3 separate regions of the Zea mays genome follow, and all the other regions are linked to region 1. The links are chromatin contacts, called in public Hi-C maps. All regions are on one chromosome and are shown on one strand. The core of a region is the stretch at or near the end of the contact, and the rest is flanking DNA. Distances in the headings are between cores, read along the strand shown.

What was found. Hi-C and Micro-C count contacts between places; a contact is called where the count stands out from the background.
Region 2: a contact with region 1 is called in a Hi-C map of ear, with 2.6 times the contacts expected there. The contact joins the promoter of LOC100192730 here to the promoter of LOC542641 in region 1. A contact is called at or near these places in 2 of 25 Hi-C or Micro-C datasets (ear and tassel).
Region 3: a contact with region 1 is called in a Hi-C map of tassel, with 2.6 times the contacts expected there. The contact joins the promoter of LOC103636246 here to the promoter of LOC542641 in region 1. A contact is called at or near these places in 3 of 25 Hi-C or Micro-C datasets (ear, leaf and tassel).

The regions. Positions count from the first base shown.
Region 1 is chr8:159,680,574-159,684,439 of Zm-B73-REFERENCE-NAM-5.0, reverse strand. LOC542641 (40S ribosomal protein S24) reads left to right here and starts at 1,911. Exons shown (of 5, transcript NM_001112165.2): 1 at 1,911-2,127; 2 at 2,234-2,275; 3 at 2,370-2,540; 4 at 3,294-3,380; 5 at 3,470-3,866. The coding sequence starts at 2,044. The coding sequence ends at 3,499. LOC103636240 (SUPPRESSOR OF ABI3-5) reads left to right here. Exons shown (of 16, transcript XM_035961874.1): 16 at 198-577. The coding sequence ends at 377.
Region 2 is chr8:160,063,112-160,066,977 of Zm-B73-REFERENCE-NAM-5.0, reverse strand. LOC100192730 reads right to left here and starts at 2,086. Exons shown (of 1, transcript NM_001137930.2): 1 at 26-2,086. The coding sequence starts at 1,801. The coding sequence ends at 290. It overlaps LOC100283913 (putative conserved membrane protein), which reads right to left. Exons shown (of 5, transcript NM_001156811.1): 5 at 3,403-3,804. The coding sequence ends at 3,712.
Region 3 is chr8:159,986,500-159,990,365 of Zm-B73-REFERENCE-NAM-5.0, reverse strand. LOC103636246 reads left to right here and starts at 1,896. Exons shown (of 1, transcript XM_008658607.4): 1 at 1,896-2,792. The coding sequence starts at 1,993. The coding sequence ends at 2,418. It overlaps LOC109941645, which reads left to right. Exons shown (of 1, transcript XM_020542818.1): 1 at 1-812. The coding sequence starts at 274. The coding sequence ends at 546. LOC100273643 (NADH:ubiquinone oxidoreductase intermediate-associated protein 30) reads right to left here. Exons shown (of 9, transcript NM_001360283.1): 9 at 3,403-3,786. The coding sequence ends at 3,598.

The sequences.
Region 1 (3,866 bases), core at 662-3,161:
TTCGTTGTTGTGGATAAGATGTCTAGCGTGGAATAAATAGTTTGTTGGACACGAGAAGTGATTCCATCCAGGGGAAATCAGTGTGCCCATATTTCATGCATTGTGGAAAGTGCAAAAAATATTGTATTGTATTCCTTCTAATGTGAGTGTGCATTTGTATTGTTTTTGTTTCTTGCAACTATTACGCAAATATCCAGGGTCTCGGAAAGGATGGCAGCGGTATCAAGGAACCAGTCCAGGCAAAATCCGTGGACGTCAGGGCTGGACTAGGAAGTCAGCAGCGGAAGGCTGATCCAATCCTGGAGGCCAAAGCCGGAGACAGCTACAAAACCATCATCCAGAAGAAGGCCATGGCAAGATTCAAGGAGATGTCCTAGCTAGACCTTTTTTTTTTGTATATTCGGTTGTCGTATTTTGTCGTCCGTATACTTTTTTTTTTACAATCTGTGCACTGTTTTGCTTGTGTTTTTTTTCTTCACAAACCTAGCCACTGAATTGTGATTTATTATCCTCAAAGGGGCACCGTGTTTATCTTATTATTACTATGTAGTTCGAGACCTGGATGCTTTTTTTTTCATGTGTGTTGGGGTTTTCATTTGCACGACGAATGTGCCCGATCAGTTGCTTTGCCACACATGATGTGGCGGTACTGCCTCTACATCTTATCGTGGCACAGGTTGTTTTTTAAACGGTGTTAGAGATTGATGATTTTACAAACTTGGCAACTCTATTTTTTCGTGAATTTTCTATTTTTTAAAGAAAAATAAACTAATTTCCCGGAAATGAAAATCCCTTAAAAAAGTTGTCAAATTAGCCCTCAGTAGTCGATTGAGCGGTGATTTTGAGGGATTGAGAAAATATATTGGACTTTCCAAGCGACCAAACTATTCTACCAATGCATTCAATGCATGCAAAAAATATTCCACCAGGAGTCTTAGATATTCTGAACCAAAATTAGTCTAACGTCTTTCGCAAATGTAGTCAAACACTTAATGGCAAAAAGTATATAGTTTTAATGATTAATGATAACACTAGATTATTAATCAATGATAACACTAAATTATTATGATTAACATATGTTTTGTCGTCAATTTAAGTTAGGTAACATTAATGATGATTGATTGGACCTATATGATTTTTGTGTACCTAATATTTAAAGATAATTATCTATAACACTATAATTCATCACTATAATTTATCAGTTTTAACTTTACAAAACTCACCTAACCAAATCACCCCTATACTCATACCCTTCACTAAATCCAACAAACAAATTTCACCCAGACTTAACATGCCATCAAAACCAACGATTCAGATCGCTAGATAATCCTATCTCTCCTACTCAAATTTAATGAGCAATGTTATTTAGATCACCTCTCATCCCTCCCTCTCCCTAGTGACCCCGCACTCCTAGCCTCTCCCTTCCTTTGCGTCCCACTGCCCCTCTCCCTCACTCGTCACCGTCGACGTCCACATCTCCCCTTGCGTCATCGTCGCCGCTGACCCCTCCCTTCCCCTCTGCGTGATCGTAGCGTTAACACGTGTTATATGCTAGTTAGTTTTCAAAGCAAGCTGGTAACGAACTCCAAGATTGATTGTGAACGAAAGAGATATCAAGTATTAAATGTACAACTAGTGTTATTGTAAGACTATAGTTTTAGTTGGCTATATCTGACATGGAAATATTATAAAGTCTATTGTTGGCTATATTATTGAACTTGTTCGAAAACTCCAAATTGCTCACTCTGCCATTTTTCATGATTGTTTTACTCTTTTGTGATGCAAGTAGATTCGATCGACTCAGCCGAGGCCATCCAAAGCACTAATGACCAGACCATAAGGCGGCCCGTTTGAAGACGGCCCATCGTACTTCACCTAGAAACATCACCAACGGCATCTCCAAGCCCACTATATAAACAACCGCTTCGCCCACCCCTAGGGTTTTCCGTGCCGCCACCCAGCCCCTTAACCCTCGTTCCTCTAGCCGTCTCGCGCAGCCACAGCCTCCATTTCTCCTCCGACGGCGGTGCGGCTAGCTCAACCATGGCGGACTCCAAGGCCACCTCGGCGGTCACCCTCCGCACTCGCAAGTTCATGACCAACCGCCTGCTGGCCCGCAAACAATTTGTAAGTGACGTCCATCAGACCAACACCTTCCAATCATTCCATCGGTGCTCCCCGTCTCGTCCCCATCTCTCACTAAATCTCTGCCTCTCCTCCCTCATTCTTGCAGGTGCTTGAGGTTATCCACCCCGGCCGCGCCAACGTCTCCAAGGTGAGATATCGGCCCCGGTACTGTGTGCGCGGCTCATATGGCGGGAGCTTCTGGCCTGGATCTCAGGGTTGTTCTGCTTGTTCTCTTTGTGTAGGCGGAGTTGAAGGAGAGGCTTGCCAAGATGTACGAGGTGAAGGACCCCAACACCATCTTCGTCTTCAAGTTCCGCACCCACTTCGGTGGAGGCAAGTCCACTGGCTTCGGCCTCATCTACGATAACCTCGAGTCTGCCAAGAAGTTCGAGCCCAAATACCGCCTCATCAGGGTATGTTGTCGCCTGGCCCTTGCTTTCGTTACCTGTAGCTATGATGTTATAAACGCTTGATTATATATACGATGTTATAAACGCTTGATTATATAAGTTTGATAGTTGGACAGTAAAATGCCTGATTACTGATTAAGTACCGCTGGCATCATATGTGTCGCTGTTGCTAATGTCTTGGTAAATGGTAAACTCTTTTGTTCTGTCACTTCGTTTTTTTGTGGGAGCAAGGAGCATCATTGCACCTGTGAAACTAGAGATTGGATGTGGCTAGCACTGCTTCTCTGTAAATGGTTTCACATTGATATGCGTGTGACGCTAATTGTTTGTAAATGGTACCTGCGATTGAGATCATGGTAGTAGAAACCGATGGACATGCAATCTCTATGCTGAAATTACAGTTTTTGCTGTAGCGTGCCTTCCATTCTTGTTGTAAGCTGAGAAACAGTTTTCACTACACAATCTTGTCATTATAATATTTACATTTACGTCACAATAGGTCAACTCCAGATACTTGTCTATATATCATGATGCAATATAGTTTCAACATTGAACAAGAACTGGTCGTGATATACGTCCTCGTTGGCAGCTCTTTTCCTTTGCCGATCTTATTAGTACTAATGCATCATTACTTTACTGGAAGGACATGTCATGATTGGTTTGTAAGTTCTGATTGACGTGAACCTGATGGATGCTCACTATACTGCCGCTACTGAGGCTATTCATCTGCTTGAATTTTTGTGTTTGTATTGCCAGAATGGTCTTGCTACTAAGGTTGAGAAGTCCCGCAAGCAAATGAAAGAGCGGAAGAACAGGGCCAAGAAGATCCGTGGTGTCAAGAAGGTGAGCTATCTACTGACATGCAGTCCTCTTGTGAAGTTTATATTACTTACTGTGCCACGTGTGTAATACATGCTTTACGTCTTTTACAGACCAAGGCTGGTGACGCCAAGAAGAAGTAAACAGTCATTTATATTTCTGTATTACTGTCCTGAACTCTGGGTGGTCGTCTAGTTGCAATGTCATAATTATGGTCGTGTTAGGTTTTGTTCCGCACTCAGCAGTAAGTGAAGTTTTGTAATTCCTGGATGTGAACCTACCCGGATTGGCTGTAGCATGTTGTGAGATGAGAAGGCTATTTTGTCATGCAGTTGTGTCATTTGCAAGCCAATCCATTTTGTCATGCAGTTGTCATTTGCTCACCTCTGATCCATATCAGCTTTGATCGTGCTGCATTTGCGCCAGTGAACAGTGATTGCTCATGAACTAGTTTTGGGTTGCAGTTCGGTAGTTGTTTGGACCTTTGTTTTCAAGGCTAGTCTATTTTTC
Region 2 (3,866 bases), core at 837-3,336, 380 kb before region 1:
TCGCGCGCGGTGCTTCTCAGCTCAGCTCCTTCAAAGCGTCGGCTCCTTAAATTATTGTTGCTCTACACTACAATTTGGAACTTCACTGGCAGCACGAGCTAGCTAAGCTGATGGTCGTGTGTGATGTGATACAATTTCAAACGGCTCGGGCTCTCTGCTCTAGCATACGCAGCAGCTAAAAATTGTAACTGCACCGGCTCGTTGCTCATCTCGAGAGCATAGAGCGGTTCATTTCACTTCAGCGCACAACTACACCTACAATAATGGTAGTACGAGCACAATTGTCCAGTCAATACAGAGCGTGCTCGTTCAAGGCAAGAAGGCAGCACACGGCCACGCACGCAGCGCCGACCAGCGAACCCCTCACACCTCTGCTCCCCGAGCTAGTGCGCGCCGACGACGACATCGGAGTGCCACCGTCGCCGCCGCCTCGGCAGGCGCCGATGCCCCGCAGGGCGCTCCGGTCGTCCAGGCACAGCCCGGAGTTGCCGCTCAGGTCGAGGTTCCCGCCGAGCCGGCGCAGGAACGCGCGGTCGAACGGCACGGCCCCGCCGAGCGCGTTGTTGCTGAGGTTCAGGTGGTACATCCTGCCCAGCCGGCTGAGCGCCGCGGGGATGGGTCCCGTCAGGTTGTTGTCCTGCAGCGAGAGCGTCGTCAGGCTCGCCAGCTGGCCGAACGCGTCCGGTATCGGGCCCGAGTAGCCGGAGCCGGCCAGGCGGAGCTCCTGCAGGCGGGCGAGGCTGCCGAGCTCAGAAGGCAGCGGGACGCCCATGGGGTTGCTGTCCATGATGAGGTACTGGAGGCTCCGCAGCCCGGAGATGCCCGGAGGAAAACGGCCGGTGAGGCCGTTGTTGCTGAGCGCCAGGAAGGTGAGCGACGTGAGGTTGGCGACGGCGTCCGGGATGCCGGCGGTGAGGTTGTTGGAGCTGAGGTCCAGCTTCTGCAGCTGGCGCAGCTCGCCGAGGCGGCTCGGGATGGCGCCGGAGAGCGAGTTGTAGCTGAGGTCCAGGCCGACAAGGCTCTTGAGCTGGCCGATCTGGCTTGGCACCGGCCCCGAGAGCGAGTTGTAGCTGAGGTCGAGGCGCAGCAGCGACGTGAGGTCCCCGATGCCCGGCGGGATCTCGCCGCGGACCAGGCCGTTCTGGGAGATGGTGAGCACCTGGAGCGACCGGAGGCTGGCCAGCGCCGGCGGCATCACGCCGGACAGCGCCGGGTTGGCCCGGATGCTGAGCTGCTGCAGGCCGGTGGCCGAGAGGTTGGCGGGCGGCGGCAGGGCGAGCGCCGTGGTGGCGGCCGGGTTGGTGAAGCAGTCGACGAAGAAGAGGGACTGGACGTGCGGCAGGGTGAAGACCTCGGGAGGGAAGGACGCCGAGTCCTTGCACGTCGGGTTGGGCTCCACGCCGAAGTCCAGCCGCGTGACGTGCATGCGCGCCGCGCCCGCGTCGGCGGCCGGCTTGCACTCCAGCCCCGGCCACGGCCCGCCGCAGGGGTCGGGGCTCTCGACGCGCCAGTCCCGGTCGGAGGACACGGCCTCCATGACGCGGAACAGCGTCTCCCTCTCTGTTGGATCCATTGACGCTGCGTCGGCGACCGCGGGGAGCAGGGACAGCAGCAGGGCAATGAGCGCCGGCAGCATGGTGTTCGCGCTCGCGCGTGCGGCTCTGGGGTTCTGGGCTTTGGGGACTGGGGAGAGTGAGTCTCGCCATGAAGCCTTTGCACTTGCACTTGCAGTAAAACAGGGGGTTGCACTTCCAGTAAAGAAAACAGGTGACTCGCGTGAGCGACTCGATTGACGCGACATGAGAGAAAGCGCGCCAGATACAAGCAGAACAGGGGGGGGGGCACCGGCACGGGGCCCGTCCAGGCAAGGCCTCGCCGTGCGTTCGTGTCGCCCGCCGTAATCCCACAAACGGAGGTCCGCATCCAGGATCTTGCCTCCGCTGTAGCAGTAGCCAGTAGGGGTCACTCACAAGGAACCGCACGCTTGAGGTTCTTGCTGTATAGTAGCAGGATCGAGTAATACAGTGTACGTAGTTTGACTGGTCGTGCGCTAGCTACACCCTGAATGAGAATACAATTTTAGCACATAATATTATGCTTTACTATTTTAAGAACAATCAATTATAAATAAAACACCAATACTTTATAATAAAAATAAATATCATAAAGTTGATTATAATTTTTATTTTTTTTATAATAAATCAATTTAGAAGTGCAGACATGAACATTATTCTTAGAGAGATTTAGGTAAGCGCGAATGTTATAAATCGAGACGCAGCCGTACTCCTACACACTGTCACTGAGATCGCTGGATGGTTAAGTGTAAAAGGGGGGGGGGCCGTTGCCTCCCGTGCTCCGTTGCCAACTGTGGAAGTAGGATGGCGGTGAACAAGAGTGCAAGACAGAAATCCGAACACTGATGAAAAAAGACTCCAAAGGATTCAGGTGTCACACGCCGCGGCAGTGGAACGACCCCGCACCCGCACGTCGGCGCGAGCCCTGGCTTTGCCCAACACCTCAAAGGCCCAAATCCCAACCCTGGTGTGGGCTGTGCGTCGGCACGTCCCAGCCGACGTGACAAAAAAAAAGCTGTTCGACTCAGGCATTACTGGTACCGAAGGCAATAGTGTTGGGTGGTGCACTGCAGACTGAGCCACTGAGATGACCGATCAGCGCCGGATTCTCTACAAAAGCACGCGCCATGTGATGCTTGGCAGAAGGATGGAGAGGTGCCTGCAACCGCGTCACCTCGCGACGCACATGTCCCATCAAACGCCTTCAAATAAAGGAAGCCCCTGTTTATTGTTACGAGATTACCGGACAATCACCACCTGCTACAGTGCCAGCTTGGCTCTTTGCTCAACGATAAATAGATAGAGCTGGTAATGAACCACAATCCAAATAATTCTTAACATGACTTCTTCACATGACTCTAAATAAATTTTAATTTAAAAATTAATAGAAATAGAATCCGATCGTACCATTAAATCTTATAATGTAAAATTCAGAACTCATTGTCACTTATATGAATACCTATTTTTAGTTCAAAAATGAACTAGCCACCGTCAATGGAGGTAATATTAAAGTACACATGATACTGAAGTTTACTTTTATTTTATTTTACATGGCATCTGACACTCATCAGTTTTAATTTGTGATCGATTTTTTTACCAAGAAAACCTCCCTAGAAATAGAAATTGATTGGTATCATAACTTAAGAATCGCACGCAAGAGAAAAAAAAATAGAAAAAAACTAGTATGTTCTGGAAAGTGGTTCTTTGGATAAAAATGAATCTCTAGGCTATACATAAAATAATTCTGTGTGTGGAATGATTTTAAAGAAAGTACCTTTTGCAGCTCTTAATCTCCTAGTTTATTTTCAGGAATTACTTCACGTAATTAGCATAAAATCACCCACTTCTTAATAAAAAAAATTGTTTTCAGCTCCCAAAAAACACTTTGAGAGCTCTATCAAACAGATCCTAATCAACATCTGCCTAAGTTAACAGCATAATTAGAGAACTCCTCAATGTAACTGAAGGAAAGACAGTTTTGCATTTTCACAGTAGGCATAACAAAGACCGGAACCTAGAGAAAGTTAGGATGGGCCCAAATGTGAATCTATGATTACATTTCAGATGGGCAAAATATGGCAGCTACTACAAGAATAAAATTCGAATAGTGGATGCAGACCTAAGTCAAAAGGAAAAATTAAGATCTCCAACTGACGAGCAGCTGCTGCGTTAGAACAGCCAATATGGCACCAATAGAGATATTCAGTACATTGACAATATCGTTATTCAGCTGCATAGAACAATATTCACCATTAGTTTCAAGAGAGAGAGAGAAAAATCCACGAAGTATAC
Region 3 (3,866 bases), core at 647-3,146, 310 kb before region 1:
CCATACGGAACCTAGCCACTAGCCTAGCTATCAGGGGTCGCTACTCGCTAGCTATAGACCTATAGGTGGACGGGCACGGGGCACCTAGCCAGCCAGTCCGCCCAGCGAGCGAGCGAGCAATCAGGCAGGCAGGCCTGGTCGCGCGCTAGCTGCTCCCGCTCCCGCGCCCTATAAATATATCTCGCCCCACGCCGAGCGCCGGACGGAGAAAGGTTTGGGCAAAACCATCACGCATACTCTACTCTACTGTAGCTAGCTACCAAGCGGGAAAACATGTCACAGAACGCGGCGTGGGCGCAGGCCGAGCGCCGGCCGCTCACGGACCCCATCGAGATCCCGGCCGCCACCTCGGCCGCGCGGGTCGCCGACCGAGAGACGGACGCCGGCGGCGAGGCAGCGGCGCCCCCGCACGTGCTGCTGGCGCGGCGCGGGGCGGCGGCGGCGGCGGCCTCGGTGTGCTCCGGCCAGGGCCGCACGCTCAAGGGCCGGGACCTGCGCCGCGTGCGCGACTCCGTCCTGCGGATGACCGGCTTCATCGAGACCTAGCCTTATAGCCCTCAGCCAGCGGCCGCGGCGGCGGCCGGCACCCGTCGTCGTCGTCGGTCTGGCTGCCCGGCCACCTCGATGCTTAGCTTATCGTCATCAATGCGGAAAGCAAGCGTGTCCACTCACACTCAGTCTACGATCCTGTTAACGGTTGGACGTACGCGTATATCGCGCTGTTTATGAGTCAGTAGTCTCTGAGACTGACTGTTGATTTCATTAATTGTTGGTTACAAACAGTTGACGGCAAAGGCATTTTTTTTGAACTCCTCTGCATATCTTTTTTTCATACGAAGTTCGAGGTGGCCTTTATGTGGGTTCAACACTGTTAGACGTACGCGTAGAACAGGAGGCATGCGCGTTCGCCCATGCATCTGGTTCACACAAGCTTCGATCAAACGCGCGTACGTTTACACGTTGCTGAAACTGTTGGCGTAGAACAGGAGGTACGTTGTTGCTTGTTGCAGCCGTTTATAGTAGTATTAGTTCTGGCCTTCTGGGCACTGCGCAACTAACCGAAAGAAACTGACACGGTCGTGTTCTGAAATTTCCAACAGACAGTGCTCACCTTGGAAGAAAGGTTTTTTTTTTCTTTTCTTTTCGGATGTGGGCTTGAGCGGATGTGCTCTCCTTGGAGGTTTCGATTCTCTGCATTTTTGCTGGTTCAAACACGCGTGCGTACGGTGGACCAGTACGTATCATCGTCCCGTAATAGCTTAGGCGCCACTCTACTACGCTACGCACGGAGATGACGATTTCGTAGGCAGCCCCCTCCAAAGTCATCTTGTAAAGAAATCCCCAAAATTATTTGGGGGTGGCATAGCGCATTAGACTGTCTTCAACGCTTCCTTGTACTGCTTCCCCCTCGCTACTTCAGCGGCTACAGTTGAACGCTAAATGCCACAGCGGTTCTCTCTACGAGCCCCCCTACCCGGTAGCATTCTTCTCTCTCCCTCTAGATGCAGAGGAACGCTATCCCACGGCGGCCAGTCACTTCTCCTCCACGCTCGCGCGCGATATCGTCCGAAAGCTACCGGTGCGGATACGGTTGGGTTGGAAATGTATATAGGGGGAGGAATACAGAGGAGACCGCTGAAGAGGGTAGAGATATGGAGAGAGAGATTGCTGACGTGGCACATGAATGGGATATATGGGAGGAATACAGTACTAGTACTATATAGTACTAGTACTGTAGCGTATGTAATTGCGCATAATATACTACTACTGCTGCTGTCTCCCACGGGGCTCACACACACAACGCGGCTGCCGTGCGCGCGAAGCTTCGCGCAGCCGGGAGCGAACACGGCCGCGCCTATATATACTCGCCCCTCCCCGGGCTCCGGTTCGTACTGCACGAGAACCTCTTTGTCCATTCCACCTCCCAGACTCCTCCAGACAGCAGAGCAACCCCGAACCGCGCGCTGAGCGGGAGCGAGTCCATCGGCCGCAATGGCGAGCGCGGAGGAGCTGTGCGAGCGCGAGGTGCTGTGGCCTGAGACGGCCCACGACGAGGGAGACGGCGACGACGCGACGCCCAGCTGCAGCTCGTCGCCGCCCGTGGCGCCGCGGTCCAGAACGCCGGCTCCGGCTCCGCGACCGCGAGGCGGCGTCCCTGGGAGCGAGAGGCCGACGACGACGACGCGTGCGGGCTCGCGGCCGGTGGACATCCAGAGGCCCGCGAGCTCGGCCAGGCGCCGTGGCCACGAGGACGGGGACCGCGACCGCGACTGGAGCGCCGCGACGATGGTGCCGCCTCACGTGCTGGTGTCGCGGCGGCGGCAGGAGGCGCCGTGCGCGCTGCTGCGGCCGGGCGCGCGCGAGCTCAGCCACCTGCGCGACTCCGTGCTGCGCGTCACCGGCTTCATCGAAGGCTGACCATCGTCCCCTCCTCTGTTTCGCGCACATGCAGCAGTGTTCATTCAAGCAGGACTCGTCGACTAGTCGTCTCGTCACCATTCACCGTTTTTTTTTTGGGTCTTTGTAGTTGTATGATCGGCGGCGTTGCCTGTTTCGTTCGTTCGTTTCGTTCGTTCGTTCGTTTTCCTGTTGGTCCATGATCACGTTGCACCTCCACTTGTAAAGGGAGATGTCTGAATTCGCTACTTGCTTGATCCTCCACTCCACCCACTTGCATTTTGGGCGGAAAACATGTACGTGTTCTTCGATCTGAAAAGTCCAGTCTGAATGTCTGGAAGGGTTAAACTCGAGGAAAACGTGCAGATTATTAGGCACGTACAAGTTTCCATTCACTGCCACGGGTAAATTAAACCCGTCTGTTTGATTACTGTAGCTGCGCCCTAATTCACTTATTCCGCGTACACATTTCTCAGCAAGGACTTGGTCACTTCGATCTATACCATTCCATATTGATTGGGACCTTCTCAACTCCCGACCAATACAAAATGATGTTAAGATTCAAGTTTAGCCAAACAAATTCTTGGCGCAAAATGCGTCTAATCTAATCACTTGAGCACGAACAAAACGTGCAATCTAAGCAGGCTGACAATTCTGGATACTGCAACAGTGCTAGCTTCTTCTTTTTTTCAAAAAACAAGATTAGCTGCCCTTCTTTGTATTAAAGAGAGAAAATATCCCCACACATTACACATCTCATACGGGGACCAAATATGACAAGTGGTCATGTTAAATCACATGATCACCTTGAATGAAAAAAAAATTACTCAAATGAACGTGTATAATTCAAACGATCAAACAGTAGTACTCTTAACAGTCAAAGAATTAAACTGAATCCTACTCTCGCATTATCGTCCGGGTGGAATGCACTCGTTTTATCGGCCGATCAGATACTAGAGAGAGAGAAAAAGCAACATCTGTCCAAAGGGGGCACCTTAACTAAATGCTCCATTTTTCTACCACTTATTCATAAACCTCAGAAGCAAAACAAAATCCATTATTAAGTGCATAAAGGAGTTGGCAATCTGTGCTATGGTTACTCCTGTGGTTGTGGTCGGGTGATGAGTTCAGCGGCGCCACTGGGGCAGGGTGATAAAGAAGGAAAGGGCCGATGTGAAATAAAACTATGACTTGTGGAGTTCACAAAGCTCTCAACGCTTTGATCCAAGCAACATCAAGCCTAAAATCACCAGGCCCAGTCTTGGCGCCAGGAACACCGCCTTCTGCGTTTACAGAGAGAGACATCCCCACGATCCGAGCAGGGTTCATTTCCAACTTTGCCTGGATCACATTTCCTCTCCATGTGGGTAAATAGCGATCAAGAGGGATCTGTATGGAATGGGAACGGTTTCTTCATCACTAAAAAAAGTCACATACTCTGGATGTTGATCGATAGAAAACGATAATTT